Regions from separate parts of the Sus scrofa genome. Here region 1 is linked to region 2. The links are chromatin contacts, called in public HiChIP or PLAC-seq maps. All regions are on one chromosome and are shown on one strand. The core of a region is the stretch at or near the end of the contact, and the rest is flanking DNA. Distances in the headings are between cores, read along the strand shown.

Region 1 (3,021 bases), core at 300-2,799, 130 kb after region 2:
AGAAAAGGCACCCCACTTACTGTCACGGTGGAAATGCAAATTAGCATCACTGAGGACACAACAGACCCCTGCTGTCTCCTCGGCAGCACCACATCTCGGGGGGGGGGGGGGGGGGGGGGGGGGGGGGGGGGGGGCGCTGCAGAGGGACCCGGCTTTCAAACCCTGCTGGTGGGAGTAAGAAACGGCACAGCCTCTCCCAAAAAAGGCCCGTTTCTGTTAAAACTAAACAGGCAGCTGTCCTGGGGCCCAGGAACTCCATTCTGAAATATTTATTCAAGAGAAATAAAAACACATCCTCACAGAAACACGTGTACCAGGATTCACAGCAGCTTTAACTCCTACCAGCAAAAAGGGGACGCACAGACACGGTAGGCACACGAAGGAACGCTCGCTCAACAATTCAAAGCAAGAAATGACCCTCTTAACAGCAGGGATGATCCTTTAAAACATCATAACGTTGGAAAGAAGCCGGACACGCAGCGTTCAAACGGTGCGATTCCGTTTATATAGTGTTTAAATAAGTAAAATGACGTATGGTGAAAATATCAGACCAGAAGTTGCCTCTGGATATTGGCGGGAAGTGGGTATCGACTGGGAAGCTCGGGGAGTTTCCTGGGGAAGGGTCACCTTCCACACCTTGACAAGTCTTTGGGTCAAACAGGTGCATATATTTGTCACATGTCTTGAACAGCACACTCAAGACCTGTGCATTTCAAGCTTTGTAAAATTTACCTGAAATTCATAAACAAACACTGAGTCCTAGTTAATAGCACACTGATGCATTTGAAGGTGGAGTGTGCTGAGGTCACGCTACTCTCAAGTGCATAAAAACAGACGGACAAATGCATGGAGGAAGGAATGGAAAGACACTGCGAAGAAGCAAATACGGCAAAATGTTAACTGTGGGGCTCGTTTGTGGGTGTGATTTTTCACAGTAAAAACCTTTTGTCTGTTGGGGAAGTTTTATAATAAAATGTCAGGGAGAAAGACGGCAGGATCTCTGGGGAGGCAGCATTTTCTGTCTTGGAGGTGGTCTCTCCTGCACTAGTGATGCTCAAAGGGCGGTCTTTGCCTCAGCGACACCAGACACCTCAGAACTTGCTTAGAGCCCCTGAAGTTGAGGGCCTCATATGTCCCTATCCTGGAGGATCTCATTCCACACCCAGGGCTTCGATGCCACCACTTGGCTGCCAGCTTCCAAACCCTGGCCTCTCTTAGCTCCAGTTCCCTCGGGCTGATCATCTCCGCCGGTCTGTCCTCGGCCCCCCAGATGCCTCATCAGACTCACCTTCCTACCACCCCTGCTTCCCAAGCTCACTGTGCTCCCCCAGCACCTCTATCTCAGAAGGCACCCTTCCACCCAGTGGACCCAGCCAGATACAGGGCGGGGCGGGGGGGGGGGACACGCTACACTCCTCCCTTTTCATCGCCATTCATTTCAGGTCACGGCGTGTCAGGGATTTGATTTCCAAAACATGTCCCAGTGCACTTTGCACGGTGGGCCAGCACTGCCTTTGACCAGCCGTCGCCAGGGAGGCAGGGGCGGGAGGAGCTCAAAATATCAGCAGCAGCCAGAAGGGTTAGGAGGAGAGGCCTTCCGTCATTAGACAGGGGTTAAGCCGTGCCAAGGTCACACTGCTGGGGGCGCCAGAGGGAGGAGCTGAACTGGGGTAACCTGGTCTCCAGGTCTGTTTAAATCAGCACTACTCTGTGTAAACAAATACAGGTTTCTTCTTTGCGATCAGATCAGACGAGAGCTACTGTTAGAGCAACACTGGCTGCTGTTCCAGACACATCCCCAGGCCTCAAGGGCTTACTGTTAACAATTTTCCTTATCACAACGCTCTCCTTGAAAGAGTGAGAACCCAGGCTCCTTCCACCGTGAGGCTCTGCCATCTTCCCGGGATCGGCCTCCTGTGCGTGCAGCCAGCAGATGGGGAAAGAGCTCCCAGGACCAGGTGGCTGAGACGGTTTTACAGACGAGGCCTGGGCACAGAGCAAAGCCTCTCGCCTAAGCCCTAGCTGTGTGTCCTGGAGGAAAAGGAAACGGAGCGCCGTGAGCACCTGAGCTGCCACCAAATCGAGTCGCTCATAATTGCGATTAATGTTAGGAAAGATTAAGCATCTATTCTACACTTTGTTGTCTTAGGCTTTTAAAAAAATACGTATCCGTAGCCCACATTTGTAATTGCCTCAAAAACGCAAGAATATGCAACTTGGTAAGACATATTTACATGTATATTTATCAATCTGACAACTGTTAAAACACCATGTATCACATTATTACCTACAAACTGGCTAAAACCTCTCACATGCTTAAAAGTAGCCCCACCATGAAAAAACCCAAAAGGGCGTCAAAATATCTGGAAGTACCCCTGCTTTGCTTCGCACCTGTATTACCAGAAATAAAATCAAGTTCTCTAAATAATTCTAGATAAATTTTAAATCCTTAAAAAAAAAAAAGGCAAGCTACTGCCCTCCAGAGAAAAACAACAAAAGATTTTTGAGAGAAGCTCAAGTAGGGTGACACGGGGTATATCCATTCCTAACTATAATTTTGGACGAAAGTGACATGGGAATTGGCTTCTGGAAAAACGCACTTGTAGATAAAGTTTTCCTGTTTCCTTTTAAAATGACTTATGTACGGAGTCCCCATTGTGGCTCAGAGGAAACAGGCGGCCAGCAGCTGCAGTTCCAATCTGACCCCTAGCCTGGCAACTTCCATGTGCTGGTGTGGCCCTAAAAGAAGCGATAAATCAATCAACATCCCTGAGACTGGTCAAAGCTACCACGTGTCAACCACCACACGGCAGGCTCCATGGTGGTGTCTTCTGGGCATTATGTCACTTTGACCCCAACTCACCTTTGCAGGAAGGCCTGGGTCTTTCAGAATGGAGATCAGAATCACAACAGTCCTAGAGCAAAAACCGATTTCTGTATAATCTGTTCCTAACTTCCGCTGAGCTCAAATTCAACTACCAAGGATAAAGAAGAGAAATGCAGAAATAAACCTATGACGAC
Region 2 (2,822 bases), core at 141-2,640:
CCCCTCAACCTATTGCGCCAGAGCGGGAACTCCCCACAGCCCCAGAACCCTGAGAGCCCCAGAAACACTGAAGGCCCAGCCCAGGTGCTCCCCGAGGTCCCAGGCGGCCTGCAGATCTCAGGGCCCCTGGGCCCTCCCCATCCCCGTGAGGCAGCCCCTCGGGGGACGTGGCGCCCCAGGAGTGGCCCCACATCCGGGAAGTGCCCCTTTCCCTGGAAGAGTCCTTGATGGGGTGCCCCGCAGCGAGGTTCGTAATAGCAAAGCAAGGTGTCCAGCCACAGGGGTCAGCTCCACAGCCACTCGTGTGGCCGCCTGCTGGAAGGTGGTGACGCGGTCGAGAATACTGAGCCCAGTGTCTGCGTCCTGCCGCTACGTTTCTCCAAGACGGACTTACAGTGACCATTTGTAGAAAGAGAACTCGCGCCATGGTACTTACAACCCCAGCAGTGAAGCACGCGCTCTCCCTCCCTCTCCCGCTCTCTCCCCCCCCCACCTCTCCCTCGCTCCTCTCTCCCTCTCTCTCCCCCACCTCTCTCTCTTCCTCCGTCTCTCTCCCCCCCTCCCCCCCTCCCCCTCCCCCTCCCTCTCTCTCCCCCCTCCCCCTCCCTCTCTCTCCCCCTCCCCCTCCCTCTCTCTCCCCCCTCCCCCTCCCTCTCTCTCCCCCCTCTCCCTCCCTCTCTCTCTCCCCCCCTCTCTCTCCCTCCCTCCCTCCCCCCCTTTCACCAAACTGAGAACTGGCTCCTTCTGAAAGAGGGGGAGGGAAAGGGGAGCAGTGGATGTCACAGAGGACTTGAGCTTCGGCTGAAATGTTTGAGTTAAAGCACAGATGACGTGTCCTCTGTGGAATGAAAACGGTTTTTAAAAAAAAGTAGCTAGAAAAGGGTGAAGCAGAAAGAGTGGGGTTTGGGGGGGGTCTGGGCAGCTGGACTGCTGTGCCATGAAGGCGACCCGGCCGCCACCCGTGGGCAGCCAGACCGCAGGGTCCAAGGATGCCCCTGCCTAGGGGTCTTGCTTTGCGGCAGCGCCCCGAGCTCTGACGGAGCCCGAGCTGAGGAGCCCGACTGGCAGTGTGACGGCGCGCTGCTCGGCTCCCACACGCTCGCAGACACATGCGCAGTGACCACCAGGGCTGGGACAAACATGGCACGCCCGAGAAGGACATAACTGATGCCCGTGAAATTCCCGACAAACACGCAACAGGAATCCAGCCGAGAGGAGCAGCGGCTCGTCCGCGCGCTGGGACAGGTTGCGCGGTAACTGGCCTGAGCTCTAAGCGTCAAGGTCGCAGAAGACAAAGGCTGAGAAGTGGTTCAAGATGAAGGGAGACCGAAGAGACCCAGCAGTCACACTTCTTTTGGGACCCTGGAGGGAAGCAGTTGCCTAGAAAGAGCACCATGCTGCTAACTGCAAATTGTGAATGGATTGTGTGGACTGGCTCATGGCATTGTATCGATGCTATGTTTCCTGATTTTCATTGTTGGACTGTTATGCAAGAGTATATCATTGCTCTTAAGTGGTATATGCTGAAATACTGGTGCCTAAAATGGAAGAAATAAAGCTGAATTTTGACTCATGCTCTTTCTCTGTTAGGTCAAAATTATCTGGTGCAGTTCAAGACGTGTCCACCAGGGGGCACTGTCAGCCCAGCCTCTCAGGCTAGATAGCGTGACCCTCCCCGCAAGAGACTGGCTTGGTGGTTAATGGTGCTGAAGAAATATACTATAGATCACTCAATGACATGAATAATGAACTATTTCTCACATTGTCAGGAAGCCCTTCTGCCTTTTTTTTTTTTTTTTTTTTTTTTGCTTTTTAGGGTCGCACCTGTGCCATATGGAGGTGCCAGGGGTCAAATTAGAGCTGTAGCTGCTGGCCACAGACACAGCCATAGAGAATCTGAGATGCGTCTGTGACCCACACCACAGCTCATGGCAACACCGGATCCTTAACCCACTGAGTGAGGCCAGGGATTGAACCTGTGTCCTCATGATTACTAGTTTGGTTTGTTACCGCTGAGCTGTGATGGGAACTCCCAGCTCTTCTGCTTATCAAGTGTTTTCTCTTTCAGTCCTTGCAACAACCTCTGAGGTAGATATTATCATCATTCCCATTGTGTAGATGGTGACTCTGGGGCTCAGAGAGGTTCAGTAATCCTGCCAGGGGCACAGAGCCAGCTCTAGTTCCTGGTCTGTGAGACGCCACAGCCTAAAGCCCAGCGGGTGGTCCTGCCCCCTGTCATGAGGCAGAGGGGGGGCTTTCTCACTAATACCTCCGGGCACCGGGTGGAGGCTGTTTGCTGTTTTGCGTAGGAGCAGGTGGAGCTGCTCCTCTGCTGGGGACACGGGGGCGGGGGGCTCCGTTGTAGGGAGGGAGGGATGAGCTGGAGCTTAGGTTCTCCAGCCTTTGGCCCATCCGGGCAGCTGTCTGCTGCGAGGGAAGGAAGCTGTATAGGACGGTTGTTGAAATACACACAGAGAGGCAAACCTGATTTCAAATAGGTCCATGTTGGTTGTGTGACCTTGGGCAAGTAAGTCATGGCTGAGGCTATTGTTTCATCTGTGAAATGGGAGCAGTAATGGGTAGCAGGTGCCGTGGCTGTTGTGAAGAGTAAGAAGACAGTGCTTGAAAAGCCCCTGCATGAGCCCACCTCCCACCAAGTGCTCGGTAAAGCCCGGAATCTGTTCTTGGCATCAGTCTCCTGCAGCTTCCATGCCTGAGCTTGGAGATGGCACTGGCATCTTTGTCCCGAAGCTGATGAGGATGAGGCTGATGGGTCAGGAGGCACCGCCAAAGTGGAAAATCACTGCATGTGATCACTCACT

What was found. HiChIP or PLAC-seq counts read pairs in DNA pulled down with a chosen protein or histone mark.
Region 1: an H3K27ac HiChIP or PLAC-seq map of skeletal muscle shows a contact between it and region 2. The contact joins two enhancer-like sites. A contact is called at or near these places in 1 of 5 promoter capture datasets (liver), 1 of 47 Hi-C or Micro-C datasets (embryonic fibroblasts) and 1 of 2 datasets of contacts at active chromatin or transcription factors (skeletal muscle).

The regions. Positions count from the first base shown.
Region 1 is chr2:151,660,157-151,663,177 of Sscrofa11.1, forward strand. No RefSeq gene overlaps it. Among named protein-coding and RNA genes, the nearest start is that of RBM22, 11 kb to the right of the region's middle. Within about 2 kb of position 1,550, at least 7 of the 83 cell types and tissues checked have an H3K27ac peak or open chromatin away from gene starts, as enhancers often do. A contact at or near this core is called in skeletal muscle, where this site is marked.
Region 2 is chr2:151,526,866-151,529,687 of Sscrofa11.1, forward strand. No RefSeq gene overlaps it. Among named protein-coding and RNA genes, the nearest start is that of SYNPO, 43 kb to the right of the region's middle. Within about 2 kb of position 1,391, at least 16 of the 83 cell types and tissues checked have an H3K27ac peak or open chromatin away from gene starts, as enhancers often do. A contact at or near this core is called in skeletal muscle, where this site is marked.